7 separate regions of the Mus musculus genome follow, and regions 1, 2, 3, 4, 6 and 7 are each linked to region 5. The links are chromatin contacts, called in public promoter capture Hi-C maps. All regions are on one chromosome and are shown on one strand. The core of a region is the stretch at or near the end of the contact, and the rest is flanking DNA. Distances in the headings are between cores, read along the strand shown.

The links. Promoter capture Hi-C pulls out the DNA fragments that hold promoters and counts their contacts. Capture Hi-C pulls out chosen DNA fragments and counts their contacts.
Region 1: a contact with region 5 is called in a promoter capture Hi-C map of liver, with 6 times the contacts expected there. The contact joins the promoter of Stx7 here to the promoter of Tbpl1 in region 5. A contact is called at or near these places in 9 of 39 promoter capture datasets (the C10 cell line, cranial neural crest, embryonic stem cells and 6 more), 3 of 115 datasets of contacts at active chromatin or transcription factors (astrocytes, extraembryonic endoderm stem cells and large pre-B cells) and 1 of 9 other capture datasets (liver).
Region 2: a contact with region 5 is called in a promoter capture Hi-C map of hippocampal neurons, with 9 times the contacts expected there. The contact joins the promoter of Taar9 here to the promoter of Tbpl1 in region 5. A contact is called at or near these places in 8 of 39 promoter capture datasets (the 3T3-L1 cell line, 3T3-L1-derived adipocytes, hippocampal neurons and 3 more).
Region 3: a contact with region 5 is called in a promoter capture Hi-C map of hippocampal neurons, with 3 times the contacts expected there. The contact joins the promoter of Moxd1 here to the promoter of Tbpl1 in region 5. A contact is called at or near these places in 3 of 39 promoter capture datasets (cranial neural crest, embryonic stem cells and hippocampal neurons).
Region 4: a promoter capture Hi-C map of liver shows a contact between it and region 5, with 4 times the contacts expected there. The contact joins the promoter of Taar1 here to the promoter of Tbpl1 in region 5. A contact is called at or near these places in 6 of 39 promoter capture datasets (embryonic stem cells, frontonasal cranial neural crest, liver and 1 more).
Region 6: a contact with region 5 is called in a promoter capture Hi-C map of pre-B cells, with 5 times the contacts expected there. The contact joins the promoter of Myb here to the promoter of Tbpl1 in region 5. A contact is called at or near these places in 6 of 39 promoter capture datasets (the 3T3-L1 cell line, the C10 cell line, hippocampal neurons and 3 more) and 1 of 115 datasets of contacts at active chromatin or transcription factors (astrocytes).
Region 7: a promoter capture Hi-C map of adipose tissue shows a contact between it and region 5, with 3 times the contacts expected there. The contact joins the promoter of Hbs1l here to the promoter of Tbpl1 in region 5. A contact is called at or near these places in 3 of 39 promoter capture datasets (embryonic stem cells, hippocampal neurons and liver) and 1 of 9 other capture datasets (adipose tissue).

Annotation. Positions count from the first base shown.
Region 1 is chr10:24,147,302-24,151,312 of GRCm38.p6, forward strand. Stx7 (syntaxin 7) reads left to right here and starts at 1,988. Exons shown (of 10, transcript NM_001358563.1): 1 at 1,988-2,107.
Region 2 is chr10:24,107,330-24,111,332 of GRCm38.p6, forward strand. It overlaps Taar9 (trace amine-associated receptor 9), which reads right to left and starts at 2,205. Exons shown (of 1, transcript NM_001010831.1): 1 at 1,159-2,205. The coding sequence starts at 2,205. The coding sequence ends at 1,159.
Region 3 is chr10:24,222,022-24,225,955 of GRCm38.p6, forward strand. Moxd1 (monooxygenase, DBH-like 1) reads left to right here and starts at 1,496. Exons shown (of 12, transcript NM_021509.5): 1 at 1,496-1,846. The coding sequence starts at 1,583.
Region 4 is chr10:23,918,784-23,922,487 of GRCm38.p6, forward strand. Taar1 (trace amine-associated receptor 1) reads left to right here and starts at 1,623. Exons shown (of 1, transcript NM_053205.1): 1 at 1,623-2,621. The coding sequence starts at 1,623. The coding sequence ends at 2,621.
Region 5 is chr10:22,729,842-22,733,408 of GRCm38.p6, forward strand. Tbpl1 (TATA box binding protein-like 1) reads right to left here and starts at 1,606. Exons shown (of 7, transcript NM_011603.5): 1 at 1,275-1,606.
Region 6 is chr10:21,158,411-21,162,513 of GRCm38.p6, forward strand. Myb (myeloblastosis oncogene) reads right to left here and starts at 2,574. Exons shown (of 16, transcript NM_001198914.1): 1 at 2,286-2,574. The coding sequence starts at 2,308.
Region 7 is chr10:21,294,050-21,297,876 of GRCm38.p6, forward strand. It overlaps Hbs1l (Hbs1-like (S. cerevisiae)), which reads left to right and starts at 1,930. Exons shown (of 18, transcript NM_019702.2): 1 at 1,930-2,127. The coding sequence starts at 2,085.

The DNA of each region.
Region 1 (4,011 bases), core at 738-3,237, 1.4 Mb after region 5:
GGAGTAAGAGAACTTAGTACCTTTCCTCAATATCTTGTAGTAGCTCAACTCCCATCAGTCATTTAACGTGGGACAGAGGCTATTTGCTTTAAGAATCTCATTTGCATTTTTAGGGTCTTGACTTTTGAGTTCACGCAACATGCTTTATCCAAATAAAGTAAACATTTACACATTATAAATTATACACATGAAAATAAACATGCACACTTCTTCTTTGGCTGAGATGTTCCTTTCCATGTTGTCTTCCAGTGAAACTTTTATATAACTTTTAAAAATTTCGTTCCTGTTTTTACTTCAAAAACCACTACTGACACTACAGCGAGGCAGTCATCTTTTGGGTTACCGCTAGGCTCTGTATAAATCTCCATCTCAGCATGTGGTGTCATGTGGAGGGTACCACTGCCAGATAGGAAAACACCATATTCTACTCAATTTGAAATCTGTAGTGCAAGGCTTGATAGTTGCTTCAGAATAGACTCTCAGCAGATATTAGTTGTCTGGATCCGGTGGCAGGAAGGATTCAAGAGTCTGGACAGGACACTTAAGGCTTTGTTGTTCCTAATTACCTGTGTGACTTAGAAGTGTTTGGTGTTTCAGGTTCCTTAATCTGTATTATGAGGAAACAGAACCAGATTTTCTAAAAGGGACTCTGTAGCTTTAACAGCTAACATGACTTTCTATTAGAGGTTATTGCCTTGTCAAAGAATGATTTTTAAAAATAAAACAATTTTGAAAAAGGGAGAGATTTCAAAGAAAAACTTGAATTTCCTCTGTATCTTGGAAAACATACAATGTCACTATGATGGACTAATACTTCTAAAAGTTCACAGTGGAGATGATAGGTAGAACTCAGGGGTAGATCAACTACCTGAAATGTGAGGCCTTGGGTTTGATCCCTCATTCCTCAAAACAAAACCACAAACAACCCGGGACAATGATACAGGTCTGTACTCTGAACGATGAGGCAGGTTGCAAGTTCAAGGTCTACCTGGATTACAGAGTGAGTTCAAGGTTAATATCTGGGTAACCTGTGTAGACTTTGTTTCAAAAACAACAACAACAACAACAAAAACCACTGGAGATAGAGGACAGAGTGAAGGCCTCTCATGTCCAAGGACCTTGGTTCAATTTCCAGTGCTGGACAAAACAGCAAACCTCAACAGTTCACCATGGCCCGAGCTGAATCACATGACTTTAAATGAGTACATGTTCTTTGATCCACTGGGTGGATCCTACTGAGAAGACGCTGTGTTTGAGTCTGACCTAAGTCATCTACGTATGCTTGCAGGTGTAAAACCAACCAACATACAGTTTGCTCTGTGGTTCTGATTCACAATAGTATGGATTCCCCCTACCTCCACTTGAAGTCTATCGAACTTTTGGTATCATGTGTTTTCATGCTCTTTCCAGAAATAACACCATCTTAATTATAGGCAAATCCAAGGCAATCTATTCTAATTAATTTGGCAAAGTATTTCTTTCACATGAACAACTGATGTTTCTCATCCGAGAGGTCACATGCTTGAAGAGTTATTGTTGGAACAGTGTGTGCTCTTAAAGCCTGGGAAAACCACATCCTGTATTTCAAGGATGCGATACCAACTATGAGCCAGGAAAACATCTTTATCAAGTGGGCATTAGGAGATTATCTTTCATTTATCCTTCCGGGGCTTTAGCTAGGATTGCCTTGACATTTTTGCAGTGACATTTTAAAAATGGAGTTGTCAAGTCTACCACAGAGCTGAGGGTTAGGAAACAGAACCTTTAAAAGCTGAGAGTGCTCCCTCAGTCCAGGGAGTCTGGCGCCTCCGAATAAAGAACCCAGCTCTTCTCTATTGTATTGCTTCCTCTTCTGTTGCCCATAGACATCACTTTGTCACCCATCAGAGCTTGGCTCCCCAGCAATTTTGCCAGTCCCTCCAAGCTTCAGCTGTCACTGGCCAATGGGAGAGACGCAAGCCCCGCCTCCTCCTTCCTGGGGCTGTGCCCCGAGCATGCGCAGTGGGCGTGCTTGTGCCGCCGCCCATCAGCTGAGACCGGCTGCGCCAGGCAGTGGGCCCCCGGGTGACAGCGGCTGGAGGTGGCCGAGGAAGCCGGCGAGGTCAGGGTAAGAGGAGACTGCAGAGGCGGGGGAGAGGGGGGCGGGAGGGACACCTCAGAACTGCAGCTCGCTAGTGGTTGCTTTGGGGTGCGCAGAGCGGGGCTCCCCAGGGCGCAGGGCCGGCGCCTCCCTCTCGGGCTCCCACGCCCCGCTCCGGACTCCGGGACGCGACGTGCGAGCACCGGGGCGCGCGGCAATGGAGCCTTGGGGACCGGATACTACCGCCAGATCCTGGCAGGCTACGACCGTGTTCCCATTCTCTGTCAACTTCTCCTCCGAAGAACAGAAAGGGAAACGCGATGGGCCCTGGTCATCTGGCCACAGGTTCGTTCCGCGGCCCAGGGCCTTTGCTTGGCTGTTGGCCTTACTCACACAAGCTAACTTTCTTTGACCTACCTTGTGCTCGTTTCAATTGATTTATGCAAGACACATAACAAGGTAACAAGGTATTTCGAGAATTCGCATATGTGTTTTCTAGGTTAAATTCAGACCAAAAAAAAAAAAAAAGCTTGGACGAGGGTGGGAAGAGGAAGGAAGCTTTACAGTCAAATGCTAATTTTTCCTTATAGCTGTTAAAATTTTGCTTGCATTTTATATGCATATATCAATTTTTGATTGCGTCAGATCTCGTATTTTGTCAGGAATTATTATTTACAAGTTTTCCACAATCAGGAAAATAAAAGGAATTAACTGTGAAACACTGGTTTGGTCCTGTTGGAGGTAGGCATTTCTTTTAGGTGTACTCTGAGCCGCAGTGAACAGAGATTGATAACACTGTTAAATTGTGCCTTGTGGTGCCGATGGGTCTTCGGCTTTGCAAGCTGCTTTCGAAGTTGGCCCCCAGGCTTGTGACTAGTTAAGAACGAGGCTGTAGTTTCCCAGTGTCTGGGGAAGTTAATAGAACACAGTATTAACTCACTGACCTCTGGGTTCTTTTCCTTCAGCTAGCTCACTTCTTATGCTGCTCCTGATTAACAGTCGTTTCTAATTCTGATTATTATCCCAAGTTCATCCATACGCTGCTGGTGGAAAATTATGAATAATTATGTTGAGCTATATGCCACTAAATGGTGTGTGCACAAGGCCCTGGTTCAGTCCCCAGTACTGCAGGGAAATATTACCTCTATGTCTACTAGTACTGCTAGATAAAACTCCCACAGTTAAGTCTGTGTGGATTTTTCTCTGGTTCAGTGTAACTTGAAATATTAATGTGTGAAACTGTGGAGGAAAAAAAATCTTGGTTAATTAAGCTGAAACCAAACAGTGTAGCGTTTGGATTGATGAAGGAGCTGGGCAAAGATGCACTTGTGGACCGAATACTCATATGGAAGATTGAGCACCCTCATGATTGATTGTCTCCTATGATTCCTCTCCTGTTTGTTTTAGGAATTGAAAACAAAGAGTGTGAATGCTCCCATCTTCTAAGTATGATGCATCGCTTGAAGTAGAAGTTACATTGATAGAGACTTCTCATTTCAGACCTGGCATCTTTAGTGTGTGATAACACCTTACTGAGACAAAGAGCTAGTCCTCAAAGGGGCTGGGTGTGTATCATGGAAAGGGCCATCTACAGATAGAAAGGGACACTGAGAAAAGCCCAGGTAGCAATAAGCCTGAAACAGTATTTTAGAAATGTTTATATTTACTCTTAGGCTGGGCATGTGTTCATAGGAAATCGGTACACTTGTTCATTCAGACTTACAACATTTATTCAGGATCTACTTTGTAGCCAAGTACTTAGAGAATAGACTAAGTCCAAGATTTACACTCCCCCACACACCACACATACACACACACACAAACACACACATACACACAGCACACACACACACCATACACACACTCCACACGTACACACCACACCCCACACACACATATACACCACACACGCAATACACTGCACACACATA
Region 2 (4,003 bases), core at 955-3,454, 1.4 Mb after region 5:
TGAAAAGGCTAGTTATGTGCTTTTCAGTGTCTCTAGGCTCTTTTCTCTACTACTCCAAGTGTTGGTACGAAGTTCCCATTTGCAGCTGAAGGAAAGACCATGTTGGGATAAAGACGTGTCTGACGCACAGGCTAGCAGACACGGCTTTCAGTTGCTTCTTTAGGAGTGAGACCAAGGCACAGCAGTTTAAGGCAATCTCTTGGATCTCTTGTTTTCTGAACCACACCCAGTGCTCAGCTGGGAAGCTTCGTGTCCCCCTTCTCCTCTTCCTGCTAAACACTCTCAGCTCTACTTAAAATGTATCAGCACTGTATCTTGAAACACATAACACACATTTTAATCAAAATGAACTAAAACTCACATTGATTGAGGATTATATACTGGACTAGAAAGTGGGACACATTCCTGCAGGAAATATCTGTTTGAGTTCCTGTTGTGTTAAAACAACCTTTGGTTTTCCTGTTTGACTCCCTTCGATTCAAAGAAAGACCACAAATGTTAAAAAAAAAAAAAAACACACATTTGAATTAACACTTTAAAATGCAGTATAAGCACACGTGTTTCTTGTGAACTTATATCTGTGAAAAGAGGAAGGAGCAACCCCCAGGTTCCTGAAACGTGAGCCTTTGCATGCGTTTAGATGCTTTTCAGTCACTTAGGTGTTCTCAGTGCTAATGCACTGTAATGTCCCTTAACATTAAAAATGAATGTTTAAATAATTTGAAATTATATTTACTTCTCATGCAACATATGCCTTAAAGGAGGCTTTGTCTCCTGCATGCTAATTCCATGTTTGTGAGCGCTTCATTGTCTTTGTTATTGTCAATATCCGAACACTCATTATGAGGGAAAACCGACCACAGGGAGGGGCGAGGGGGGAATTAGAATCCTTCAAATGACTCAAAGAAACTAATAGAAATTTCAGAGCAAAGCAAAGACATTAAGGAGCACACCACTTTGGAAGAAATTAACAGATGGGTCCCCTGTGACTCAGCCCTAAAATGTACAGGCACTCTAAGAAGAAAATACTTCAGAGTAGCCTTTGAACCTAAGATCTCCTGCTGGGTGAATGATTATGGGACCTCGCTAGATTAGAGGGATTAGTTTTACCTCTGACCTTAAACCCTAGTCAGATTTCAAATCTCTGCTGTGACTGTTTTAACCTGCACCTGCCTCTTCAGAGAATAGATTAGTTGTTGATGAATCAGCCCTGAAGACTTTGCCACTCACAATAAGTTTTATTGCCTTACGAAACCAAGGATAAAAAAAGGCGTATATCAAGGGGTTCATAGCTGAATTGTAGTAAACACACCACACTAATATCTCATAGACGTACGCAGGAGTTATGAAGTTCATGTAAGCGTCAATAACCGCATCAATAATGTATGGCAGCCAGGACACGAGAAATGCAGCCATGGCGATCCCCAAGGTCTTGGCAGCCTTCCTCTCTCTTTTGGCTACTCTTTCCTTATAGCTCTCAGAGGAGGCCTGAGCTTGGTTGGCTGTACCCTCTATCTTCCTAGCCTGATACTTTGCCACCAAAAATATCCGACCATATAGAAACACCATGACCACAGTGGGCAGAAAGAACAAAAGGAAACAAAGTAAAACCCAATTTTGATTCAGTGGAGCCTGGCAGCCTCCCACACAGGTCAGAGCAACCACTAATTCCTCAATCCCTTCCTCATTGGCTCCCGTGTAAAAGATGGAAAAGCTGTATGTGACAGAAAAGAACCAAGAGAGAGCAATGCACAGTCCAGAAACCGATACAGTGAACTTGGTCGGATAGGTCAGTGGATCTGTAACTGCAATGTACCGGTCAATGGAGATGCAGCATAAATGAAACAGAGACGCAAAACAGAAGGAGGTGTCGAAACACGTGTGGAACTTACAGTAACTCTCCCCAAAGTACCAGCAGCTCTCCACAGAACGCACCGTGCTGAAGGGCATCACTGTCACCCCCACCAAGAAGTCAGCACAGGCCAGGGAGGCCACCAGGAAGTTCGTAGGCGTGTGCAGCTGTTTAAAGTGGAGGATGGCAATGATGACCAGTAAGTTCCCAAACACTGCCAGCAGGGCTCCCAAACCGAGGACCCCATAGAGGATGGCTCGAGGCCAGGGTGCGTAAGAGCTTTTAATGCAGGATCCGTTCACATTCTCATAGCAGAGCTCCATGGGCGGTTCTGGGGAGAAGTCGCTTGTCATTGCCTCCAGTCTTGGTAATTGTAAACTTCCCAGGTTTCCATTCTAGCAATCTAAAGCAAAAAACGGGGTTAACAACTGTCTTAGTCAGGGTGTCTATTCCTGCACAAACATCATGACCAAGAAGCAAGTTGGGGAGGAAAGGGTTTATTCGGCTTACACTTCCATACTGCTGTTCATCACCAAGGACGTCAGGACTGGAGCTCAAGCAGGTCAGGAAGCAGGAGCTGATGCAGAGGCCATGGAGAGATGCTCTTTACTGGCTTGCTTCCCCTGGCTTGCTCAGCCTGCTCTCTTATAGAACCCAAGACTACCAGCCCAGACATGGTCCCACCCTCAAGGAGCCTTTCCCCCTTGATCTTTAATTGAGAAAATGCCTTACAGTTGGATCTCATGGAGGCATTTCCTCGACTGAAGCTCTGTGATAACTCCAGCTGTGTCAAGTTGACACAAAACTAGCCAGTACAACAACTTAAAAATCTCCTGGGGAAACATAAAGAAAAACAAAAAAAAACAAGAACTCTATTTAAAGTAAAGGTAACCTTTTACTACGTGTTTTTTGTATACCCATTTTACTCTTTCCCAAAAGTGCTCTAAGGATGTTAAGAAACAAAAACCTGTTGCAAAAAGCCATTTAAAAGTCAAAAGTCTTACTAAGTAAATGTACATTGTCTAATGTTTATTTTATATTATATCTTTGCCCTATTATTACTATATTATAATTACTATCATCATAGAATTTACTTTATTAATTGTTAGAAAAGTTTTTTTCTGTGGATGTCATCTTACCTTTTGAAAATAGCAAACTGGATTGAACTGGTTTTGCCACCAATGGCTGAATTTTATTTACTTCTTTTTTGTCTCCCCAGAGCGGCCATCGGCTGCAATCAACAACTTAGTTTTGCTTTTTTTTTTTTTTTAAACTGGAAAAAAATAAATTACATGTCCTTCAAATTGTAAGCTCAAAATCCCCATAGTATAGAGTGTGAACGCTGGGACCAGCTTACTCTTAGTTGCCTTAAACACACACATGAGGAATGTACTTTAACTGTGACTTATATTTCTATTTTGTCTTTTTGTGTTGATGATTTGAGCAGCTGGAAGTATCCTGGAAAACTCTTACCGAATTGTTACTAGAATAACCATCATGAAAGTGTTTCTTAGGAAGAGAGCCTGTGTGAGCTGTCTAAAATCAGTAAGAAAAAAAAAAAAGAAAAGAAAAGAAAAAAAAGAAAAGAAAAACAAGCCATAGGTCTCCTTGCACTTCTAGGATGCTTAGTTTTAAACAGGCCAAGAGGAGTGTGAGCAGCTGGGGTGGGTGTGAGCAGTTGCCTGTACCCCTGCTGTGCCCTGTAAACACGTGTGAACAATGCCATCCAAGGCGCATGTTATTTCTGTGGGTGTTTGATTTTGTTTTTAGAAGACCATATAGTGTAAAGAGGCTTTCTAAAGTGTACCTGACAAGCAAGTGATTAGCTTCTACTTTGGGACTAAGAGACACCTTGTATTTGAATATCACTCATCTCCATCCTAGAGAGTAGCCTGCACTTACTGCCATTTATCCCATGGCATGCATGTGTTAGAAATGCAGGACTATATACAGATGGTGTGCATCTTTTGTTTTTACCACATCTCAGCAATGGGTTTCTCTGTCTGCACGTGTTTAAATGACACTTGTTCTATTACAAGCGTCACAGACTTTGATGACTTTGATTTTTATTGGAGCTCAGCTTGGTTTGTTGTCCAGGAATGAACTTTCCCATTTCAGACAGTGTCCCTGTCACACTTGGGCTCCCCCTGG
Region 3 (3,934 bases), core at 246-2,745, 1.5 Mb after region 5:
ACACACACACACACACACACACACTGTGTTTGTTTGAAGCTTTGTGTCAACTTGACACAAGCTAAAGTCATCTGAGAGGAGGGAACTTACTTCAGTTAAGAAAATGCCTCCATCAGATGGGGCTGTAGGCAAGCCTGGAAGCCATTATCTTAATTAGTTATTAATAAGGGAGGGCCCAACCCGTTGTGGGTGGTGCCATCCCTGGGCTGGTGGTCTTGGGTTCTATAAGAAAGCAGGCCAAGAGGAGCAAGCTAGCAAGCAGCACCCTTCCGTGGCCTCTAATATCAGCTCCTGCATCCAGGTTTCTTTCCTGCTTGACTTTCTGCCCTGACTTTCTACATGATGAACAGCAATAAGTCCAATAAACCCTTTTATTTTTCCAGCTTGCTTTGTCGTGGTTTCGATTGAAGCAATAGAAACCTTAAGCAATAGAAACATGCGTGCGTGCGTGTGCACGCACGCACGCGCACACACACATCCTATACTGACATCTACATACACTTGGATAGAAATAGTACAGAGAGCAACAGTGTGCTTTATCTATATTCTTATCGGTATTTTGGTCTGTCCTCCCGGTATTTGTTATCCTATTTGGTTTTTGTTTTTGTTTTGTTTGTTTTGTTTTGTTTTTTTTTTAAATCAGACAAGAGTTTGCTTCTGAAATATGGTAAAGTGTATATAAACTAATGAGGAATCTAATGTGCCCTCAGTATGAGTACTGAGCATCTGGAATACAGGAGTGCTGTGTTCAAAGACCAACAAGCCAAGCAAGACTTGAGACTAACAAGACCATGGCCAGAACTTAAAAGGATCAGTGGCGGCAGCGGCTGGAGAGTGAGGGATAAAGGGACTCAGAGGAAAGCTGACCTTGACCTAATCCTCTTCTGTATAGGCAGAAATCATTCCTTCACCACCAAACTGAAGAAATCAAAACCCGACGGAAAGCTAAATCAGCAGGAGAACTAAGAATTGCACCCCCCCCCCTCCCCAGCCCTGCCTCCTCCCAGAAGAGGAAAGACTGAAAGAAGGGAGAAGAAGATGAGGGTGTGCCTTCCTTGCTGGATGAGCAGGCATCACTACGAGCTCCAGTGAGGAAAGTCAAAAGTCAAAAGTTTGCCAGGGATGCAAACTGCGCAGTTTCCATCTGGGGGGTGGGGGTGCTTTCCCTTTCTCTCCTCCGCACCCCAGATTTTCCCAGCTGTCTCTTCCCTCCCATGGTCCCGAGAGGGATGCTTTTCTATCCCATCACTTTCCAATTCCTTTCCTAGGTCCCTCCCAGTCTGCACATCGATTCCTTTTTTTCCCTCCTTTCTTCTACCCGGCTGGGTCCCCTTTTCTCCGCCTCTTCCAGGAAGCTCCTTGCCTTCTTGCCCTCTTAACCCAGACTTCAGGGACAAAATAGGATACACGGTGGCAGCAGGTGGATGCCTGGGGAGAGGCTGGGGAGTCTCCTGGTAGGACCCAGAACCAGCGGGGGCGGGGACAGCGGGCGGGCGCGGCCAGCCCCGGGGCGGTCCCAAGTTGGGCTCCCTGGTCTTCGCCCCCCAGTGGCTGCAGCCCAGGTGCGGCGCGGGACAGGAGGATGTGCGGCTGGCCACTGCTTGTGCTGTGGGCGCTGCTCCCCGCGACGGCTGCGGGAAGCCCGGGCCGCTCGTACCCGCACCGCGTGGTCCTCGATCCCGAAGGCAAGTACTGGCTGCACTGGGGCCGGCAGGGCGAGAGGCTGGCCTTCCGTCTGGAGGTACGCACGAACGGCTACGTGGGCTTCGGCTTCTCGCCCACCGGGAGCATGGCCGCGGCAGACATCGTGGTAGGCGGAGTGGCCCACGGGCGGCCCTACCTCCAGGTAAGCTCGGGTCCCTTCGGGGAGCTCCCTGCGCTGGGATCGCCCTAGAAGGGCGATGGGCAGCGCAGTCCACCCAAAGGTGAGGCTGATACGGGCTCCGTGCAGCAGAGTCCATCTCACCTCCTTTGCCACTTTTTGCCCCAGGGTCATCCGAGCCTGCCCTGGGGTCCCTGCCTGTGTCATTTGCAGTCTTCGCCCGGGGAAGTTTACCTCTTCGGGAAGCTCGCATCCTGGTGCCCCACTTCACCGACCATTGTGCACAGACCACACATTCCCCTCCATCCACCCCATCAAAAAAAAAAAAAAAAAAAAAAACCCACAGCTTTTGAGACCTAACTGGTCGGACCTGTGTGCACTTGCCTGTCTAAGGTTGGGAATCGCAGTCTCCAGTGGTTGGCTTTGGGGGCATCCCAGGAGCAGCACCAACATTTACTAGAGCATGCACGAGATGAATGAAGGGCCCTGAAAACTTGCTTAAGGAAGTTTTGTTATTAACAGCTCTCGAGGAAGCCAGGTTTAGCGACCCATGCACAACCTAGAGTCTCCAAGCAGAGCCCTCTATTCAGGGATAGGTTTTCCGCTTTAATAGGCGACAAATTCATCTGATTCGCTCCCTGCCCATTAGCTCTAGGGGAGAGAGTTCTGGTAGATGCTACCTGATCCAGGCATCTTTATGTGTAGGGAAACGAACAGAATTCTGTAGCTCGACTTCCTGGGTACTGAACTTCATATGGGTCATAGTGGATATACACACTTTCTTACGGGCCAACTCCCATGCAAGAATGCAAACCTTAGCTAAGAAGCCTCAGGAAAACTTCTGAGCAGCATAAGAATGCCCCTTGTGAATTTCAGCGTGTATAGCTCAATACTTCCTCCAGTCTTCTAAGATGGAATTTCACAGCATTCTGACTGAGGGGCTATCGTATTATAGCTTCGGTTCTGACGCTGAAATGTTTGGCTGGAAACAAATTGACAGCAATTCGAATTTTCAAGCCACCCTGCCGTGTGTGTTTACTTCTCCCCAAGTCATCACTTCCTTGCTATCCCCTGTAAGCGCTGTGCACCTCTGCTAGAGTGCAGCCTGCTGACCTCCCTTACATGAGCCTTTCTGATGCTGCATCATCTCTGATATGGGATTTGATGGCTGAGAATTTGATCCCAGGCCTCACTAGCCAACTAGCTTACTCTACCAGGATCTGAGTAAGATGCGACCTTATTTTAATACCTATTGCAACCAAAGGGGGGGAAAATAAAGCTGTTTTTGTAGAGTATCATGATCCCAGCACAGCCTATAGAAGTGGGCATGAGGCATCTTGCTGTGTAACAGCGATCTGGTACACTTTAAAATTCAACGTGATACTACTTTTGTCCAAACAGCAGCATTTCTAGAAAGCCCATACAATTAGTTATCAAATGAAAGTCCAAGGGAAGGATCCTGACCCAACTGCTGCTAATGCGCCCATCACAAACATCTTGCTAAACCAAAGAGTATTTGCTTTTTATTTTTGTACGAATCAAGTGTTTTTTCAGATTGATTTAGAAACTCTGAACTCTTCTTAAAGCAGTAGTTATATATTAACGTGAGACGCATTAAGAATGGACAACTGTATGTGCAATGGATGGGAAATCGCCCTTTCTATTTTCCGGTGCTTCAGAAATACACTCTTTGATTTCATATATGAGCTACACAGCTTCTTATTTGCCTGACTTCCTTTACCATTTCATTTAATTAGCGATTCTTCTGATTTTAGGGCACACATTAAGTAGTTAGGTGGCAAGAGAGCCTATTTGAAACCTCTCTAATAAGGTAAAATATTAATAATATCAATAAAAAAGTTCTGATTACAGCTGGCAATCTAAAGTGGGAGATTTTATTTTCTAATCCTTAAAGCCTTTTTTCCTCCCTAGATATTTATTTAAGATTTCTCATACAGTGGTATGATAGGTGTGCCTTAGTTAACTATGCTCAAACCAATGCTTCTTTAATGGGACATATGATTTTATTAGTAGACTTTGTATTTCATGCAATTTTGCTTCCAGTGAGAAGAGACTTTGCATAGAACAGTGACACAAAAAGCATCGGTTCCT
Region 4 (3,704 bases), core at 373-2,872, 1.2 Mb after region 5:
TCTAGTCTTAGATATATTTTCCATGAAGAGCCAAGATAATTTTTTATTAGGTAGATATTTTTAGCATGAGAAAAAAAGAATTTCATCAAGATTTTGGATTGAGGAATGCTATTATAATATTATTATTGTTGTTGTTAGTGCGGGCATACATGCTCTGTCTCAGTCTCTCTCTCTCTTTCTGTGTGTGTGTTTGTGTATGTGTGTGTATATGTGTATGTGTGTGTATATGTGTATGTGTGTGTGTGTATGTGTGTGCATATGTGTGTGTATGTGCATGTGTATGTGTGTGTATGTGTGCATACATATGTGTGCATGTGTGTATGTATGTGGGCATGTGTATGTGTGTGCATATGTGTGTGTGCATGTGTATGTGTGTGCATATGTGTGTGCATATGTGTGTGTGTGCATGTGTATGTGTGTGTGTGTATGTGCATGTGTATATGTGTGTAGTATGTGTGTGTGTGTGTATGTGCATGTGTATATGTGTGTAGTATGTGTGTGTGTGTGTATGTGTGTGTGTGATGGAAAATACATCCAGTTAAAATAACCTTGGGAGTATTCTCTCCTTTTACTTCCTGGCTTCTGGAATCAAATTCCAATAATCAGTCTAGCATGAAAAGCATTTTTATCCTTTCATCTAGGATCCGGATCAAGTACTCTCAAACTGGAGCTCATACTTCCAAGACATTCAGGTCAGAGAAAGAGTAAGATTTGGGCAAATGATGAAGAAGAGACAGCCTGACCTAGACATTAAGAGTGATATCTTCCAGCAAGCAGGAAGCTACTCTGGTGTTTTGAGGGAAGATGAAGGCAGATGCTTGTTTTATACTTGTTGGCTTGCAGATTACACACGCTCATGAGAAGCTGTCTGAAGAGAAGGTGCAGAAGGGAACTGGGGCTTGTGGGAGGGGGAGGACAGATGAGCAGCTGGGACCGAAGGCATCAGCTTGTCAGGTGCCAGACTTGTAAGGGGTGCTGACTCAGGAGCCAGAGGAAGGATCTATCTGAAAAAAATGACGAGATCCCAGACAAAACGTAGTTGGAAGACTGACCACTGAGTTTGGTAATACAATAGTAAGTTGGCTAAGAATGACGTTGATAGAGTATTGATGGAAAAATGTCTCCCAGGAAACACTTAAAGGCTTTTTTAAATCTACCTTCTGCTCAGGTAACTCTGACATGTAGATTCTGTCTTCCTTCAGACAAAGTCTATTCCCTTGATGGAAATACAGAATTGTCATCACTTGACTCTCTTTGGCTTATGAACATGGAGATTTTATGTGCTGACTTTATTTTATGCTGAGCTTTATATTTTAGCAGAATGTCCAGCTCCAACTAGGTATTAAACATGGTTTAAACTGAAGCATTACACGGACCTTGTAAGTCAAATTTCCAAAGCAGATACTCTTCACCAAGAATGTGGAAATATGGTATAAAAGACTGAGTTAGTTGCTGACTGGTTCCTCATTTTTCTTCTCCTTTTCTCTCCTCTCAGATTTCAGGGACAGGTACGTGTCCATAAAAATAGAAGAAGGTGGAATTCTAACCTGACTATGAGTTCTGGAGAAGCATTGCTCAACAGCCAGAGGGAAAGCCCAGCCTGTGTCTAGTTCTCTGCAGTGATGCATCTTTGCCACGCTATCACAAACATTTCCCACAGAAACAGCGACTGGTCAAGAGAAGTCCAAGCTTCCCTGTACAGCTTAATGTCACTCATAATCCTGGCCACTCTGGTTGGCAACTTAATAGTAATAATTTCCATATCCCATTTCAAGCAACTTCATACACCCACCAACTGGCTCCTTCACTCCATGGCCATTGTCGACTTTCTGCTGGGCTGTCTGATAATGCCCTGCAGCATGGTGAGAACTGTTGAGCGCTGTTGGTATTTTGGGGAAATCCTCTGTAAAGTTCACACCAGCACCGATATCATGCTGAGCTCCGCCTCCATTTTCCACTTAGCTTTCATTTCCATTGACCGCTACTGTGCTGTGTGTGACCCTTTGAGATACAAAGCCAAGATCAATATCTCCACTATTCTTGTGATGATCCTCGTTAGTTGGAGCCTTCCTGCTGTTTATGCATTTGGGATGATCTTCCTGGAACTGAACTTAAAAGGAGTGGAAGAGCTGTATCGCAGTCAGGTCAGCGACCTGGGCGGCTGTTCTCCCTTCTTTAGTAAAGTATCTGGGGTACTGGCGTTCATGACTTCCTTCTATATACCTGGATCTGTTATGTTATTTGTTTACTATAGGATATATTTCATAGCTAAAGGACAAGCAAGGTCAATCAATCGTACGAATGTTCAAGTTGGATTGGAAGGGAAAAGCCAAGCACCACAAAGCAAGGAAACAAAAGCCGCGAAGACCTTAGGGATCATGGTGGGCGTTTTCCTCGTATGCTGGTGCCCGTTCTTTCTCTGCACGGTCCTGGACCCTTTCCTGGGCTATGTTATCCCACCCTCTCTGAATGACGCACTGTATTGGTTTGGGTACTTGAATTCTGCCCTCAATCCGATGGTTTATGCCTTTTTCTATCCCTGGTTCAGAAGAGCCTTGAAGATGGTTCTCCTTGGTAAAATTTTCCAAAAAGATTCATCTAGGTCTAAGCTATTTTTGTAACGCAATTCATGAAACCCATGTATTTTACAGTTTTTAAAAGCAGTTGGTGATTGGGGGCTGAAGAGATGGCTCAGTGACTAAGAGCACTGACTGTTCTTCTAGAGGTCCTGAGTTCAATTCCCAGCAACCCCATGGTGGCTCACAACCATCTGTCATGGGATCTAATGCCCTCTTCTGCTGTGTCTGAAGATAGCTACAGTGTACTCATAAACATAAACTAAATAAAAAAAAAGTTGGTGATTATATTTATGAACATAGTGAGCCAACTATAGGCACAGATTTCATGGTTTTTTAACATCAGTTATTTGAGTTAAAATATATATGTAAGTTATACTTTGGTGTTTGTATATAATCTGTTACTTGACATAGAACAGATATGATCTCGGACATTATTGTTATGTAGGTTTAACTGTGGTAAATCTAGTATTAAGACTTACATGTAAAAAACTTTTTTCTGCCCTTAGATGATCTTTTGTGAGCTGATGGTAATTGTTCATTCAGAAATTGAAATCACAAGGCTGAATTTAGAGTGCAAATCAGAAGGAATTTGTCATATATGAGTGTGTATATATGTATGTATATGAATACCTATATGTTCATATATATGTATATACACATATATGTTATTTTTGTAATGCAATCCATGGAACCAATATATTTTAATGTTTTTAAAAAGTTTGTGATTAAATTTATGAAAATGGTAAGCCAACCATAGGTTTTCATATATCTATCTCTCTATATCTCTCTCTCTCTCTATCTATCTATCTATCTATCTATCCATGAAAACAGGGGCAGAAATAGTGGTTTCCAAAAATATAACCTAAAAGGATGTAGGGAAATATAAATTATATTCATTAATTTGAAATTAAGGTATTTCTCAAATAGATCTTACAGAATTAGTTTCAAGTTAACTATCACTAGAAATTTGGATTTATTTAATGACAATGACATTTTCATGACCAAATTCATGACAAAGAAAGATAGCCAACTAAAATTAAGATAGCCAATTAAAATGTACATTCCATTGTCTGTTCATAAACCTGAAGATCTTCTAAGGAGGTAGTAAATTCTTCCATCCCCAGA
Region 5 (3,567 bases), core at 356-2,855:
TGCATCATTAATCTTCAACTGTATGAAAAGCCTTGCTCCTACTGACCATAAAAATGTTATCACCGTAGAACGTAACCTTTCCGGACCACAGACATACTTCACTTACTGATGGGAAGTTCAGTTTTGTTTTGTTTTTTGAGACACGTACTATTATACCCCTAAGCAGGCCTTGGACTCACGTTCTCCTGCCTCAGCCTCCCAGAGGCTGGGATCCCAGGCATGTGCCACCACACCCAACCTAATATGGTTTAGCAAAGTATAAAACCAGTGGTCTGTGATGCAAGGCTTTAGAACACAAACTGATGAATATTTCACGGGGCGTATCCAAACCCTAAATAATTCTTTCAATCAGACAGTGCTAAAAGTCACTTCTTGATTTGAACGGACTGCTGTTTTCTCAAACTTGGAAAGAGACTGCAAATTCTAGCCAGAAGATTGAATGCCCTCCTTATTTACATTTCCCTTTTTCAATTACCTAAGGGAATCTGTTATGGCTTCACACACAAGTCGCAATTCTAAGCCATTCTTCTTAACCACAAGTATGCCAAGCTCACACTAGTCACTGCCAGTCTCGCTCTGCAGGTGACAGATGCAGTAAAGCTCACAGATGTGGACTGGCTGCAGCTTGACACTCGGTGCAATGTACACCCTGGCAGAGCCTGCAGATGCACAGCTAGCTCAGCAAAGGGAGTGTTTTCTATTTCAGTCATTTCCCATTTTATATACTTCTAGGACCCGTCCAGACGATTATGAAGCGATTACCGCCCCCCACCTTCCCACCTCTCATCCCTGCTCAACCCTATTCACAATTCATTTCTATCTTCCCGCGTTCCAGATCCTTCTTGCCGAAGCTTAATTCGGCCACTACTATTATTATAGAGTGGGGCTCCCGGCAAGTGCCAGAAGCGAGAGGCGCCGGCGCCGCTATTTAGGGGAGCCTTCGCGCAGCTGCTCCAAGTTTTCCGAGAAGCCACCGACCCCTCGCTTAGTGTCACGGTCCCTCTTTCCCCCGGGAGCGGGCTCCAGAACCCGGTCCATCCCTGCCCGCCTTCCACCGCGAGGCAGGCGCGCCCCACCCCCACCCCGTTATCCCTACTGGGATGCCCGAGCCGCTTGGCCCGTCCTCTCCACTAGCCGGTGGCCCGCGGCGCTCCCGTGCTCGGGTCCCCGCCTCGCACAGCTTCCCCGCAGCCCAACCGGCGCGGAGACGCCCCGCGGCAGCTCCAGGCCCCGCGGGCCCCGCACCCCCATCCCCGGACCGCCGACGGGGTTACCGTGGGAAGACGGGGCGGTCGTAAAGGACACGGCGGCAGCGCTGCTGCTGGTTGCGTCGGACGCGGAGAAGAAGCTGGAGGACAAGGATGAAGATAAAACGGGTCCGCTCCCCAGTCTCCATGGAACTCCCGCCCAGGCCCGTTGCTAGGAGCCCCCCAAGGCTCGAGCTCGGTTTCTCGCTTTGTTGTTCCGGGTACAGGGCGGCCGCCGCTTCCCCCGCGACAATAAATAGACTAGACGCACGGGGGCATAGAGGCGGCACGAGGCGGCTAGAGCGCCGCCGGACCCAGGAGCTCCGGGGATCCCGGCTAGCCACTCACTTCCGGTTCTCGCTGCTCCCCTCTCCGCCCCAACCCCTAGCTCCTTCCGCCTTCCCGAAGCCGCTGGCGAAGTCCTCCTCCTGCCCGCGGGCTGGGCGAGGCGGAAGTGGCCGGAGGGCGCTGGGTACCCGGGCTGCGCTTCCCTGAGCTCGCCCGCCCGGGGTGGATTTGAAGCCCCCGGTTTATTTTCCAGCTCCTCGTTGGCGAGCAGCATGACACAAATGGGCTTTCATTTTCCTGTAAACCAGAACTGTGCCTGGCACCCAACCGCCTGTACCGACGAGCTCAGCTAGCAGCCACTGGGCCCTTAGTCGTGACCCCGGGGTGACGGGGATCCCGGCCTTACTCATCGAGGGCCCCCGGCGGCGTGGCGGGAGCAACAGGGCTAGCAGGACGCTGGCGACGCACACTCGCTGGCTTGAACGGCCGCACCGGGCGGAGTGCGCCCTCGGGATGGCTTGGGCCGTGCTGCCCGAGGAGCGAGGCTCATAACGGCCGGAGCGCAGCCGCCCGCGCGACCCAGCTCTTGCCCTTGTGGGCTCGCTCTGGCCGGTGGTGGAGGCCAGCGGGTTAAAGGTCACGTGAGCCGTTTCCTTAGGTGGCTTGGCCTCTGACTGGAGCCACTTGGCCTTTTGAGAATGACTTAGACTGTCATCACAGGGTTTAGACGTGCACACCTAGTAGGGAAGTTTAAGTATTTGAGGGATAGCCAAGGATGCCTCTTTATCTCTCCTCCCTACTCTTAAAGTGTGAAAACGCGCGCACAACACACACACACACACACACACACACACACAGCGCACTCGAACGTTTTAAAGCCCTGAAGGACAGATTTGCTTCAGTTCTCACTTTTATTTATTTATTTTTTTGAGCAATATTAAATAGGTGTACTTTGTGTGGGATAGGACGAACAAGAAGCTGGGTGAGAAAGTCATGCCTATGGTGACTGATTTTGACAGATTTAGAAGGGATGGCCCTGAGAGGAGAGGAAAAGAGGATGTTGTGGTCTGGCTACACTGGGGCTGGCTACACTGGGGCGTGGAGGTGTTAATAGGAATAGGGCATGGCGAGTATAGCTAGGAGAAAGTGACAAGATAAAGTTGGAGGGGAACGAAGACCCAAACTCATCTGCACCTTGCAGACAGGAGTTTGGATTCTCTCCCAAATGGAGAGCAACGGGGTATGGTTTAAAAAACAACAACAAAAAAAAAAAAAACAAAAAAAAAACAAAAAACAAAAAACCGATAACCAGAAAAAGCTCTATTTTTAGGGGCTACTGCCCTGTTTAGAAGGCAATTTTACAACAATGGCGACTGATTCTAAGGTCTTTGATACTTTCCTTCAGGCAGCCCAGCAGGATACCTGGAAAGTGCCCTCTACTTTGGGCTGCCTTTTGTTATAGCCAAGGAGCCTTCCTTATAGAATTGGATATAGTTGGCTTGCAAGTTCCACTTGCTGTGGTGCTGGTTTTGATTGTTAGCTGATTGGATTATTCTTTCACCCTAGATGATTAGTAAAGTGCACTTTTAAGTGTTCTCTGCGATGATAGCACCTTCAGAGACAACTGGATTGCTCTCAGTAGAGCCATTACAGTATGACAGCATTGTTACATGGAAATGAAAGGTAGGTGAGGCCCGCTGGGAAGAAGTAGGTCATGGGTGTGTCTTTAGCTGACATTGCTTGCCCTGATCCCTGCTTTCCCATTTCTTCCTGGAGGGTGATGGGAACTCTTGCTCCATGAACTACTAGCCATGATGGACTGGTACCTTAAACTAAACATCTTACTAACACTGTAGCACTGACAGCTAAAGAGGCAAGAGTTTTAGTTGACTTCACTGTAAAGTGGCCGTTCTCAACCTTCCTAATGCTGAGACCCTTTAATACAGTTCCTTATGTTGTGGTGACCCCCAACCAAAACATTATTTTCACTGCTATTGCATAACTAGTTTTGCTACTGGTATGAATCTTAATG
Region 6 (4,103 bases), core at 1,324-3,823, 1.6 Mb before region 5:
ATGTTTAAGGTACTTTCCAGAGGCATGCCTCTACTGTCTTCTGTGCCTCTTAAAAAGCAAGCCCTGGGCAGATGTGCAAAGCCAAAGTCTTGGGGTGAAATGTGGCGTGTGACTCTTGCAGATCTTGAAAGGCTGTGAGAGGGAGCTGGGCGAGTCCAGGATTCTGTCAGCTTTGACAAGGGGCTTGCCTCTGAGCTCTGCATGCCATTTCCTTGCTCTAAAATGACCTGGTCGCCTCGGTAGCATGATTAATTTCGACAAAGGACCCGAAATAACTTTTCCTTTATCTGCTCCGACAAGATCTCAGACCCAACAGTCAAAGGACTTTCAAAGGCTGATTTCAAGCTAGATGCTCTCGACTGCTCCACCTGCGAGAGCCGGTGTGGTTACAAGAGTACAACTATGAATGTTACATTCTATCAAGGAAACAAACCGTGCAAAGAAACGAAAAAGAACACTGGGGGGTTGGGAAGAGGGAGGGGGACCGGAGGAAGTGCCTGTGGCCGCTACGTGATTCTAGAAAAGGGGTTCAGAGTCATTTCGCTGACCTGGTTAATAATCCCTGCCGAGTTGACGCTAGCCCTGCAAGAAACGGCTCCGAGCCCGCAGCCGGGTTTCTCTTCCCCCTGAGTCAAGTTCAAGGCTCCCGCCCCTCCCTGCCGCCTCCGCTCCGGGCTACCTGCGAGCCCCAGGGAACCTGCGCGGCCACGCCCCGACTGAACCTTGGGGCGGCCAGCTTGGGCCGCACCTCCTGGGAGCACCCCTTCCTAACTCCCTCCTCCTGCTGCAGGTTTCAGCTTTCTGCAGAACAGGTGACCTGGGTGCGGGCGGTTTAGGTCCCAAAAGCGAAAGGCGAAACCTCTTAAAGGGTGGCACTTAGGCTGGCGCGGCAGGCCCGGGGCCAGGCACTGGGAGCCAAGATTCAAGGTCTCCCCAATTCACCCCCTTCTTGTTCCGATGCCCAGCGGTTGCCGCTCCCCGCCTGGCCCATCCCGAGGGTGCGCGGCAGGGCCCACGCCCACGCTCCTGCAACTTCCCAGAGCCCGCGCCCTGCATGGCCAGGTCCTGATGGCTCCCCCCCCCCCCCAAAAAAAAAGAAAGAAAGAAAGAAAGAAAGAAAGAAAGAAAGAAAGAAAGAAAGGAAAGAAAGAGAGAGAACAGATTGTTTAGCGAAAATCAAACCACGAGTGGAAAGGCGGGCGCGGATAGACTGTGTCTCCGCGGACTCCCCCCCCCCCCCCCGAATCTTCCTTAGGGTCGGTCGGTCGGTGGCTTTGCCAGAGGCGGGCCACCAAAAGCAGCTGGAGCAGAGTGCTGGGAGCAGCGGCGACCTCAGCTGCTTCCACGTGTGCGCGGCCCAGGAGAAGAGCGGCGACATCGCCCGGGGTGCACTGCAGCTGCCTTGGGTGCCGCCTGCCTCCAGCACTTTGCGCCGAGTGGCGACCGCCACCGAGCTAAGCCCCGCATCTGTTGCTCTCTGGGAGCCCCGGCGTGTCCTCGGGAAACCCCGAGTCGGGCCGGACTTGAGCGCCAGCAACTGACAGTTCCGAGAGGATCCCTCTTCCCGAAGGTGGGGCCAAAATGGAAAGAGAGTGCACGCATCATCTCGGCCGGTGCGGTGACATGTGCGACGCGGGCGCGTGCAGTGTTTGCAAAAGCTTCTTCCATAACAAGTACAAGAATCTTCAAACGGCTGGGTTTAAAACAATCTGCAAACCCATTTTGTCCCCCTAAAATCTTTGCAGCTGCCTGCCTGTCAGCTGACACCTCTCTCGCCTCCATAATGAATGAATGAAATTTAAATGAACTACCTGCAGCTACTAAACAACCCGGCCTTTCCCTATATCTGCCATATGCTCTTCAAGTGCAAACACACCTCAATGCATGCAGCAATTAGGCTGCGACTCCCTCGCCGACACTCGGGGCATCAAGCCAAACACCTGGTGGGCTCCTCGGGTCTGATGGAACCGTTCAGTCCTCGGCTGAAGAGTGCCGAGCCCCCCCCCCACCCCACCCCCCAAAGAGAAACGAATCCCCGAGCAACTTGCAAAAAGAAAAAGAAAAAAGAAAGAAAAAGGGAAATAAAATAAAAAAGAGCCTCAGGGCATGCTTCCCACTATACCCGTGCGCTTCTCGCAGAGTTTTCCATTCATCCTTCTCCCGAGTGTCTTCTGCCACTGGCTGACAGCCCCGCAAACCAACAGGGAAGGCATTCCCACCTGCTCCGGGATGCCTGGATCCCCGCGCGCCCTAGCCCGAGGCCGCCCTCTCAGCCTCCCCATTACCTGTGTCGGGGTCTCCGGGCCATGGCGAGGCGGGCCGGGGCTCCGCCAAGAGCCCCGGGGACCGCACCGGTTGCCGCCTCCCGCTGCCCTCCGCCTTGCCTGCGTCCTCCCCCGGCTGCGCAGCGGCGCTCCGCACCGCCGGGGCGAAGTTTCTCCGGAGAAAGGGGAGGAGAAGGAGGTCACCGAGGAGGAGGAGGAGAAGGAGGAGAAGGAGGAGGAGGAAACAGGTTGATATTAAAGTGTAACTCTGTAAACAGATGCCATCAAACAAAGAGGTTTGGACACTCCCCCTCCCGCCAAATCTGGCGCCCCTGCAGTGCGCACGCGCCCTGCCCGCCGCCTCCGCGGTCGCCCGAGCTGCAGCCCGCCTGGCCGCCGCTCCCATTCGCCTCTCGCGCCGCGGAGCTGCTCCTGGCGCGCAGCGCGGCCGGGACGGCGGGCGGGCGGGGAGCCCGGGCTGGGGAGGGGCGGCCGGGGCCGCGGTGGCGCCTTTTCCTGCGCAAACCCCGCTCCGTGGCCGGGTGGCGCCGGCTCACACCGGGTCCCGCTGTTACCGCTTTCGGGGCTACGCGGTCGCTCCTCTCCGTAGGCTCCGGGGCTCCCGAGCCCGAATCAGCAGCGCTTCCATTCAAGGGCACCTCGATGGGGTTGGGTGACACACTTCTGCCTTCAGGGTTTCAACTGCGCCCCGACTTCAACACACCCGGGAGCAGAGAGTGTGAGGGATGATCGGTTGAATAGAGTGAGCGTACTTCCCCAACCCCCAACGATTTTTGACTAGGTCCAGTTTTTCATGTTTTAATTTTAAAGGGACATCTTTAATTCACTGGTAAGCGACAAAGGATACTTAAATACAGTCAGCCCTGTGGCTACAGCCTTTGACAGATCGAGCCCCGGGCTCATTTTTCAATCTCCTCCCAGATCCTGCAGCCCACACACCACCGGCTTTTTGTCATAAGCCCTTCCTCCCTCACTTAGACACACGCCGGGCCCACCCACCCTAGGAGGTGCCTACCACGCACTTCTGCCTCTGCAGAGTGCGCTCGGGTCCTGGGTCCTGCGTCAAACACTTGCTGGACAAACCTACTGGATCCCAAACAAACAACCCCTAGCAGTTCTCAGGAACTTGTGCACTCCTGATTCATTTTTTTTTTAAACCAAACCCATACCACTGGTTCTCAACCTGTGGGTCCCGACCCACTTGGGATTGCTCGACTGTTATCTTGTACGTTTGATATATATCTGATCTCTACATTATGATTCATAAGTAGCAAGATTACAGTTATAAAATACTGATGAAAATAATTTTATGTTTGGGGCCACCACATGAGAAACTTGTATTAAAGGGTCGCAGCTGAGACCCTTTAAAGGAAGGCTGAGAACCATTGAGCTAAACAGTAAGGACCCTGTTGGGTGTAATTTGAAGAGTTTACCAGCCACAAGTCAGCGAAGGTATCCCTGTAACTTTAACTACAGGTTCCCAAAGGAGCGATGTGCAAAGTGCTGAATTTATAAGGATTGGTGATTGGGGGATTTCAGGGGACTTTCAGTGTTACTTCTGTTTATAAATCAGTACCCTTGGGGATTTTTCTTTTCATTCTCAATACACACCAATTTATTTTGCCTTTAATCTTTTAGGAGTTCAAGACTTGTGCTGACTGGGTGTGTGAGTGTCCCAAGTGCTTTAGGGGTTCAAACATAGCTCAGAAAGCTTTTTTTTTCTTACTAAAAAAGCATGTTCTTACTGAAATGAGTCATAATTTTATTAAATTGTTGAAGCAAGCTGAGTTTCAAGACTTTATCTGGTGTTTGAAACGA
Region 7 (3,827 bases), core at 680-3,179, 1.4 Mb before region 5:
TCACTGTCTTCAGACACACCAGAAGAGGGCATAAGATCCCATTAGAGATGGTAGTGAGCCACCATGTGGTTGCTGGGAATTGAACTCAGGACCTCCGGAAGAACAGTCAGTGCTCTTAACTCATCAGTCGTCTCACCAGCCCCACACTTTCAAGTTACAATCCATCACTGAGGGACATCAAGGTAGAAACTGAAGCAGAGACTGAAGCAGGAACTACAGGTGCAACTGCTTACAGGCCCGCTCTTCTGCTCATGCTTGGCTTGCTTTCTCTTACAGCCCAGGCCCCACTACTAAGGAGGTTGCCCTGTAGAGCAGACTGGAAACTCTTTGCATCAATCAATCAAGACATTGCCTCACAGGACAATTCTGATGAGGCAATTTCCAGGTGACTCTGAGTTATGTCACCTTGCCAGGGAAACTAACAAGTGTAAATAATATACCATTTTCAGGAATCAATACAGAACAGACTGGTCCACACACCCAAGTTATGTGTCATGTCTGAGGCAGGATTGTTTTCTTATTCACCCTACTAGTTATGTGGTCGGTTTATAACTCATTTACTTCAATAGCCGCATCAGTGACTTGTAATTAACAGCATTCACGTTTACAGTGGGATAGAAGCTGACCCTGGTTTTTAAGTTTTATGTACGTGACGTTGAGACAGGGTCTCAACAGTGCTGGTTGGCCTGGAACTCCCTGTGTAGCCAAGGATGACCTTGAATTCCTGGTCCTCCTGTCCCTGTCTACAGAGTACCAAGATTAAAGGAATTGAGCCACCAGGTCCAGCACATTTAGTACTCTTTAGCACTTAATGTCCTGTGCTAAGTCCTCTTACATGGGCAAATATTATTTATGAATTTGATAATGTATAAGATAATATCTTCACTTACAAAGAAATAGGCTGCAATGTGGAAATTATTTAAAGGTATAAAATAAAACACTTAAAAATCATAAAATTAGCATCTACTTTTTTTTTTTTTTGTCTATAAAGTTTTGCCTTGGAGCCATATGAAACATTGTGAGTTAAGAACACCATTGGGTAGTCAGTCAGAACTCAAATCTGAGCCCTTTACAAATATGGATTTAATTTGTGTTATCCTCATTGTTGTGGATTAGAAAAGCTGAGTAAGGTGGTGTTAGACATTCGCCTTTGATTCCAGGTCTTGGCATTGAAAGCACAAGCTACAATAAAATGGTTTGTTCAGTGTGATAATAAGGTTGATGTTTTTTACACAGCATTATTAGCCTTATGTTGTATGAAACAAGGATGTTTAATAACAGGTTATAGATTTATGTGTTATTATTACATCATAAGCACCCAAGGCTAGTTCTGTGTCTGAAAAGCTGTACTAAACACCCTTAGCAAGTTCACATATTTATGTATTCAATCAATGTCTAAGGCTTCCTTCTTAATTAATTCGTGCTAATGAAATATTTTACAAAGCTAAGGTCAGACAGTTGTTTACCAGAGCTGTTAATGAATTTAATATGGAGCCCATACCTGAAGCCATGAGTTACATGCGAAGCATATTGACCCAGTGTGGCTACATTTCAAAGCTAAAATTACTCATTCAAAAAGTTCCCTCTACAGCTTGGACTAATTATTATGCCAAATTTACACGTTTATTGATTGCCTATAGTGTTTACTAAGGCTTAAAAGCTGAAACAAAGTCCTTGTTTTTACTGAGCGAAATAGGCAGCTTTTCAGATGATCAAAAACCAAAGTTGGGAAATAATCCTGAAAACCGGTGTAGGTGAAGGATCCCGCTCAACAACCCTCTGGTTGCTTCATTTCTGGCCTTGAAGTCCACGTCAGTCAATTCGCTTGTGGGCGGGACCTCGCCCCCCCCCCCCCCCCGCCAGTTCGCGAGCGCGCACGCGTTCCCGGGAGGCCCGCAGTGACCCCGAGAGCTTGCCGTCGCCAAGTGCGCAGGTATGACGTCGCGCATGCGCGGACGCTCGGCGCAGAGGCCTGGCGGAAGACAAGATGGCGCGGCAGAGGTGTTCCGCCCGCGGTCTGCGCCTCGTCGGTTTCTGAGCCGAGTTTTTCTGGAAGGGACGGCGGCAGGCGCCGTCTGTGCGCGATGGCCCGGCATCGGAACGTCCGGGGATATAACTACGATGAAGGTGGGTGGTAAGGCCGCGCCGGCCGTGACCTTAGCTCTTCCAGCTGTCTCCATGGCCGCTTTACATCTCCCTGGAATCGAGCATGGACCCCGGAGCCACGCTCGCAATGGGATCTTCGGCGGAGAGGGAGCGGGCGGAGAGCGAGCAGGACCTGAGAGGAACACCCGGGGAGGAAGCCGGCGTGTTGTCTGCCTCCTAGCTGAGCTAGTTCACCGACCGGGCAGGGGTGTAGCATCTCCAGGGCCCATAGGTGTGGCGAGGTCGGGATCCGATGCTGTTCGTATCCAAGCGTCACCTCTTCTTTCCCTGTTTCCTGCGGGGATCCCGCAATGAGTTCCTGACGTCTGTCTCATAAGCCCTCCTTCAGACAAGCCCACGAGGCCGTAGTTAGAAAAGAGGCTGGCTTAGCGCTTACCTGCGGCCGGCCTACTACAAACGTCAGATTTATTTCGTTGTCCCCGTGTCCCTGCGTTTTTGACTGCTCCATTTTTTTCCAACGGATTTCAAAACTGGGGACGTGAGAAACAGAAAAGATTCTTGTTTAAAAGGGCTCAAGAAATTGGGTCGATTTGCTGATGTTCAGGTGTATAAATTCAGTTATTGGCAAACAGTGCTTAATGTAGATTGATTTTAAAAAGGAAATGGAAAAATAACACCAGCGGGGAGGTCATGAAAAAGGGACTCGCAGTTTGTTGGCATTGAGTGGATGATAATAAGCATCATTTAGCATCACAGAAGCTAAAAATAAACACAAATGTAAAGTGATGCAAGAATCCTAAAGACCTGCTGCTTTTTAAAATGGAGAAGATGCAATGTTTACGCAGGCGGTTGTTATTAACACCCCCTTTGGGGGGATTGTGAGCTTCAGTGTCCTCAACAGGTTTGACCAACCAACAACCTGGGCTGCATCTGGAGACTTTGACCCAGTCTGCCTGGAATATCTTACTTGGCAGGCATTCACTGTAAGAATACATAGTGTCTGTATAAAAGGCCTGGTGGACCACTACCACTAAGAAATGACTTTAGTCTGGAAGAGATTGTGTAGCTGTGAAATAAGGGACATTTATTACCAATATATTTCCTCAGCCAGTGATAATTGACTATTTAAGGGTACTGCTTAACACATGAGGACTGTTTACAGTAACAGCTGGTTAAAGCATGAGAGATTCCACAGTGTGATGACAGTAATATAGAAACGATGCAAAAGAGAGGGTCTAAATTAGAAGGGAAGGGCTGGGATTTCTGTGTAGCCTCTGAGTGCCGAATACCTTCTTACCTTGGCTACCTGAGGTCAGGTTTGATTCCTTTGTAACAATCAGTGACATCATAAGCAAGCGTAGCCTGTCTTGGGATGTTCCTCCCTTCCTGTTCATAAAAGTTCATTTTCCATTTTCTTCTTCCCAGTTAGGCTTCCTTTTGGGCTTTCAGTAATTAAAACTTCACAAAAGTATTCTAATTTCATTAGAGTTAGTCTGTGGACAAAAAACCTGTTGGCTCCTCTGTGTAACACCTGCGTTACTTTACCGTTTAATTCCAAGTACTTTTCAGGACTGCCTCTATCTATAGGTTTTTGTTTTGAGACAGTTTCATGTAGCCCCTGTTGGACTTGTCATCGCGGTATAGCCAAGGGTGATGAACATAATCTTTCTGCCTCTGATTCTGTCTCCCAAGTACCAGATGATGGGCTGGCAGGCCTGGTT